2 separate regions of the Mus musculus genome follow, and region 2 is linked to region 1. The links are chromatin contacts, called in public HiChIP or PLAC-seq maps. All regions are on one chromosome and are shown on one strand. The core of a region is the stretch at or near the end of the contact, and the rest is flanking DNA. Distances in the headings are between cores, read along the strand shown.

The links. HiChIP or PLAC-seq counts read pairs in DNA pulled down with a chosen protein or histone mark.
Region 2: an H3K27ac HiChIP or PLAC-seq map of large pre-B cells shows a contact between it and region 1, with 5 times the contacts expected there. The contact joins the promoter of Kcnh8 here to the promoter of Rftn1 in region 1. A contact is called at or near these places in 2 of 115 datasets of contacts at active chromatin or transcription factors (large pre-B cells and thymic regulatory T cells).

What each region holds. Positions count from the first base shown.
Region 1 is chr17:50,188,850-50,191,929 of GRCm38.p6, forward strand. Rftn1 (raftlin lipid raft linker 1) reads right to left here and starts at 1,648. Exons shown (of 10, transcript NM_181397.2): 1 at 1,372-1,648.
Region 2 is chr17:52,601,179-52,604,206 of GRCm38.p6, forward strand. It overlaps Kcnh8 (potassium voltage-gated channel, subfamily H (eag-related), member 8), which reads left to right and starts at 1,531. Exons shown (of 16, transcript NM_001031811.2): 1 at 1,531-1,702. The coding sequence starts at 1,627. Gm27217 (predicted gene 27217) reads right to left here and starts at 1,482. Exons shown (of 2, transcript NR_155517.1): 1 at 1,065-1,482.

The DNA of each region.
Region 1 (3,080 bases), core at 398-2,897:
GGACAAAACGACACAGTGTCCTACCCCACTAATGGAGGCACAGGGAGGCTTCCCCAGCTTGAGGCTGCGATTGCTCGGACCTCATGAAACCTCTACAGAAGGCAGAAGAGTCTGCAAGCTCACTCTAGGTAACACTGCTTAACTGAGGTCAGAGCACAGCACCACACAGCTCGTTGTTTAACCCCTGAGGATGAGTGGCTGGTGACATCTGGTGTCACTTGAACTTCCTCAGAATCCAGCTGGTCAGAAGGTACAAATTAGGAATCCTGGCAGCCACGGGTATGCTGGGTTCAATGGCCCTACCCATGGGTTTGTAGGCCACTCACATTACACCCTGGGCTTCCTTCCTGGAAAAGGCTTATCCTGAGATGACACTCCATAGTAGCCGTTGGGAGACACCTGTTCTGACCTTAACACCACCACCCACTCCCACCCCACCTCCCTGCGCCCCTTCTGAAAACAGCTGTATGAACAGAGGGTCTGTTGCTGGGCAGTTAGGCAGCCACTCATATACAAAGATCTGTGCCAGATTCTTTTTAAAAAATAGTTTTTGTTTGTAAGCCCCTAAACAAACTCACTCACACCACCCACCGCCCACAGGGGGCAGCTGAGAGCCAGCAGCCAACAGGCATCAGGGAGCACGCGCGGGGCTAACCCTGCCCTCTGCGCGATTCTGGCCTCCAAAGACAGTGATGCCAGTAGACCTGGCGCACTCGCCTGACAGTCAGGCTTCTTTAAATACACACTCCCTCCTCCTCGCCCAGACCCCATGCCCATCCTGGTGTGCCCCATGCCTAGAAAAGTGTGTTACAACAAGGCAAGAAAAAAAATCCCCTTTTCAGAGGAGAAAAGCCCCATTTCTGGTGCCTGGGATTTAGCTCTCAGTATTTCCACCGAGTACCCTCCTGCCTGCTCTCAAGAGTCGCACACCTCTTCCCTGGGTCGAGCCCAGGTCTCCGGGTGCACGTGGGCGGTGGCAACTCCCATCTGCTCCGGGCCCAGTACCCACTAAGGCCCCGGGTCCTGACCCACCTGTAGCCTCCAAGCTCCCCTCCGCGTCCTTCTAGCAGACCTCCGCCTGCGAAGCCCAGGACCCCCAGCAGGCGACCTCTCACCCCAACGCTCTCTCGCTTGTTTGTTTTGCTTTTTTTCCCCCTCTTCATCGGGGGAAAAAAAGTTGGCCCAGAATCTGGCGTCCCATCGATCTGTCCCCATCCCCACGCGACCTGCACCAGGGGGCTCGCCTAACAGCTCCGGAGCCCCCGAGGTGCCACGAGGAGCTGTCGCCTGCTCACCCGGATCCCGGGCCAGCAGAGCCAGCGACCCAGGCCTCTGCGCGCCACCTCGCCGGCCCGCCGCACGCCCACCTACCTTAGGGGACCAGCAGCGGTGACCGTGGCGCGGGCGGAGACAGCGTGCTGTGTCCCGGGATGAAAGTTTGTGCCATGCAGAGCAGGGCGGCGCGCGGACGACGCGACCCCGGGGGTGGGGGCAGAGCGCGGGGCGCGGCCGCTCGCTTGTCGTCTGTCCCTCCGGCGCTGGCCGCACAGGTACCTCTCCAGAGCCAGTGGCCGCCGCGCTCCCGCTCGCTGCGCTCTGCGCCCTGCGCGCTCTGATTCCAGCCCCGCCGCCCCCACTCCACCCCGCGCCGCCGCCGCCGCCTCCGCCGCGCGTCCGCCCGCTACACTTCCTCTTCCTCTGAACTCATGTGCAAAATATGCTGTGCTGCATCTTCTTGGGGGAAGCCGAGCGGCCCCTGGCAGCCCCGCACGAGAGACCCGTCCGCCCCGTGCGTCGCCAGCGCCGCGCAACCGGGCTCTCCCTCCCCCTCCCCCTAACCCCACCTCTCTTTCCCAGGCTTGGGTTTTGGGACCTGCTTAGGAGAGCACCAAGGTGGCAGCCAAAATACTGGGAAGGCGACGGCCATCAACGTGCTGATTGATGGCTAGGGCGGGGAGGAGAGCTAGAAAGAGATCCATTCTGGACCCATTCCACAGGTGGGAACGTCCCCAGGCAGCTTCTGCTCCCAGGTTTATCTCTCCGAAAGTAGTGCTTGGGAAGAGAAATAGTACCACTGGCCTCAGCCTCTTTCCCGACTTTATCCAGGTATCCAAAGGTTTGAGATCCTGATGCAATTGGGTCATCTTAGCCTAGCAAAATGGATTCCCCAATGAGAATCCATAAGGCTGTTCCCTAAAACAGGGCTGCTTTACCATAGTGAAAGTGTGAAATCCTGTCTCCTTGAGGCCAGTAAAACAAAACAGAATTACCGTGCAGGGCTTGAGAGCAGGAACCCTAGAGACAAATGGTCAGGATGGATTGCTGCCTTCTGTCCTTACTTCCCAGTGACTGGGGGTGACTTTGGGCCTGTTCATCGGCCAACCAGCACTTCCTTGTGTCTTATTAAATGGAAAATGCTTGGAAGCGTTCTATAATTCTGCGATTATCGTTATTATCATCATTACCATAAGGGGCTGAGATTTAATTGATTACCCTGTTCTGGTTGGGCAAAGAAGGGTCCTTAGGCATTGGAGCTACACGCGGCAGAGGGCTGGCTGATCTAGACCCTGTGTTTTAATGAGGTCCTTCTGGTACTAGAAACATGCGCGAGGGGGGAGGCAGCACTGCCTGTTTACAGGAACTCCTCTTGTGAGAGCTACTCAGGGATTTTCTTCCCTGTGGCCCTCTCCTACTCCCCCCATCACTCTGCCCCTGAATTGTCTTTTTACTCCTCTGCCTATTTACCCACCCCATCCCGGCATTCCGCCCACTTTTCTCCACATTTCCCTATCCCTAGTTCATGTCTGGAAATAATAAGCCAGGACAGGGGTCCAGGGCACCCCAGTGTTGAACATTTATTTATGAAGTCAAAGGGAGGGAGGGTGCCTTTCCGCTAAAGATCCTGCTGAGACCTGGAAATCAGGACTCTTACACCAGTGTTCAGGACCGTTGATGGTCACTACAGAGAGAAAACAGCACCTAACAGAACCTAACAGTGCCAGCCAGTGGTCAACAAGAAATCGCAGGGCATCAAAGAAGAGAGGGACAAGGAGGAGGACAGGGAGAGGCAGAGGCAGAGG
Region 2 (3,028 bases), core at 281-2,780, 2.4 Mb after region 1:
GGAATCTCAACACAAAGGGAATCCTCGGCAGCAGGAAGTGCATCACGAATAAAGGGGACCGGGGCGGGGACAATGAGCCTCCTCCTTTCCCTTTCCACCCCGCCCTCGCGGAACCCAGAGCCGCAGCGAGGAAACCCCTAGAGTCCCTCATCACTCCAGGATCCCCAGGGATTGGAGCAAAGAGCCTCCGCCAGATGTTTTGGGGCTGCTTGCACCTGCTGCCACGCCCGGATCCTGGAGGAGGGATCCCAGCGGTTGCTGCAGCACCGCAGACACCTGTTCGCGTTTCCCTCCTTCTTTTCCGGGTGCAGCAGCACCTGGGCTTCTGTTTGTTCTCTCCTGGTCTCTTAACTTTCCCTTTCTTCCTTGCTAGGGCTTCAGTGGAACCAGGGCTCCGCAGGTCCCTTTGCCCTCCCGCAGGGATGCACCCTAGGTTTGGGTGGATTTCTTTCGGAGAATGTAGGTGGAGAGGGAGTCCCCTCCTGAGCCCTAGGGAAAGGGGCAGGGAGACCGCTTTTAGTTTTTCTGAAAAACCGGCAGTTCCTAGCACCCAACCAGTCGAGGGGCTGAGGGTGGGGTTGGGGGGACCCTTGCCGCGGTGGAGAGGGGATCACTTTGAAACTGTTTTTACACGAAAAAGCAAAACCAAAAAAAAAAAAAAACCTAACTCCCCTCTGTTAGTTCCACGTATTTTATAAATCAATAAAAATAAGCAAACTTTCTAGAAACACTCTATGCACACTTCATGGGAGAGTGGGAAAGCATTACCCATTTAAGAGGGGTTTTTCCCTTTTAGTTTTGGTGGTTGGGGGGACAGCAAAGTGAATTTGGCGAGGGAGTGTACCTGAATTTCCTTTCAGAGCTGAGGAAGGAGAGTTTACAAAACCTCACACCTGGAGAGACCCTGGTAATCAGAGTGGCAGGCATTCAGCTGACTTGGAGCTGGGAATGGCAGGTGCACCGGAAGGGGGGCACCTCCCTCCGGAGCCCCAGGCTGCCTTTGCTACCTAGGACACCACGCTGGGGTGCCTCCCCCTCCCAAGTTCTAGGCGGAGGCGGGTTACCTGCAGTGACCTGTCTCCTCCTCTCCACGACACCACACCCACGGGACTCTGGTCTCCCGGGAGAGGGACAGAGCTGGAACAAAGGGGTCTTTGTTCCCGGTTCCTGGGGGGCGGGTGTTGCTCTGGCTCGCGTTTCTCTGTTCCTCAGCGTCCCTGGGGGTACTCGAGGCTTAGCGCCGCAGTCTCCCCAGATGGGGCGCCGTCCTCCACGACCCTAGAGCGCGGGTCAGGGCGCGGCGCCCCGGGCCACCGTGAGCTCTCGAAGGCTCTACGGAGAGACCCTAGGGGTGTCTGTGCAGAAGGAGGAGGGAACGGCGGAGGACGCCTGGAACGAGGCGGGTTCAGAGCTATGATCACGGGCTGCTCTGGTCACAGTGCAGCGGCCAGGGAGTAGCTCCTTCTGCTGCCACCCCCTTTTTTTGCCCGGCCCCATCCTCTGCACGCCTGGCCCCCCGCCCCTGCCGTCATCACGCTCCTGGTGGCTTCTTCCAGCTTGGCACTTTCCTACAGAGCCATCCTTGTGGACAAACTTTGATGGGGAATTTCACACAGCGCTGGAAAAATGCCGGTTATGAAAGGATTACTGGCGCCACAGAACACCTTCCTGGACACTATTGCCACCCGTTTCGACGGAACACGTAAGTAGGGCTTGCCGGAGTTGCCCGTTTCCCTAGGATGGGTTTCTCTTCGACTTTTGCTCCCTCTCCTCTGTTTCCATCCGCGCAATAATTTGCCTTCATGTCAGGGTAGCCAGGGTATCTTTTAGTGGAGAAAGGAAACAAAATAAAACAAGATTCCCCCAACACACACACACAAATCATAAAAGCACTTGGTATTGGTTTAGGTGGATCACTTGATTGCCTAGGTCTGGAACACAGAAACACAGGTCTGAAAATGATCAACAACTCGCGGTGGGACCTGTGCTGTGCTGTACCTTGAGTAGCTTGGTGCAGGGTGAGATGCTGTGCACTTTATTTTTCTAGAGTTCTGACGCTGCCCGGGTTAGAGTTTGGAGGTTTTCCAGACTCCTATGACTTTTCATTCGAATTTAAGAAATCCTGCGTAGATTCATGGAGGCCAGGTGTGAGCTGTCCATAGACTTTTCTGAGTGCTGGAAGTCTCTCAGAATCTCCCCTCTTAACTCTGAAATTACCGCAACACTTGAGGAAAGACTATTGAAGAAGGAGGAGTTGAACATTGTGAAGACTAATTCGACCACAGGGAAAGTTTCAGAGTCTTTTGAAGTGAAATAGTATTGAATATCCGACTTCTTGTGTTGGACTGGGAAAAAAAAATTCTGAGTGCAGATAAGGTGTTTTTTGTCCTTCTGGAAAAAGCCCGGGATCTTTCAGGACCACGGTCAGGTCCTCTCCTCCAGGCTTCTTGTGCTGGAGCCTGGGAATCTTGTAATTGGTTATAGCCCTGTCCTTAAGAAATGCTGGCAGTAGGTCCCACCAGGATACCTACATCTTCATTATAGGAAGTTTCTGTGTGCTCGTGGCCCCTTTCCTGTCTGTTTCATAAGACTCATATAGACTCATTCATTCTAAAAGCTTTCTCAGCAGTTCAGGGTGTTTCTATTTTATATTGTGGCCGTGCATCTCTTGGAGCCCGTGGGAGATTTAACATCTCCTTCCACTTCCACACAGACTGTCTGGACGCGCAGACCCTTCTGAAAGGGTGGGATACAAGATTTTAATCTTTTGGAAGAGTTGGGCAAGTTTTACATGCTAGAAAGGTGAAGTACTCTTTGATTTTGTTTGGATTTTGTTTTTAAAATTTAGCCTCATCAAGGCTTGCTCACTTTTTTTTCCTTTTTTGTAGCTGTGTGTGTGTGTTTTTTTTTAAATACTCCTTAGAGGTATCCAGTCTTTACCTTTTCGTATTGTGTTTTATTAGATGACAATAAGAAAATTATTCTGGCACTGGTTCAAATCCCGTCCACTGACACCACCTTCATAATC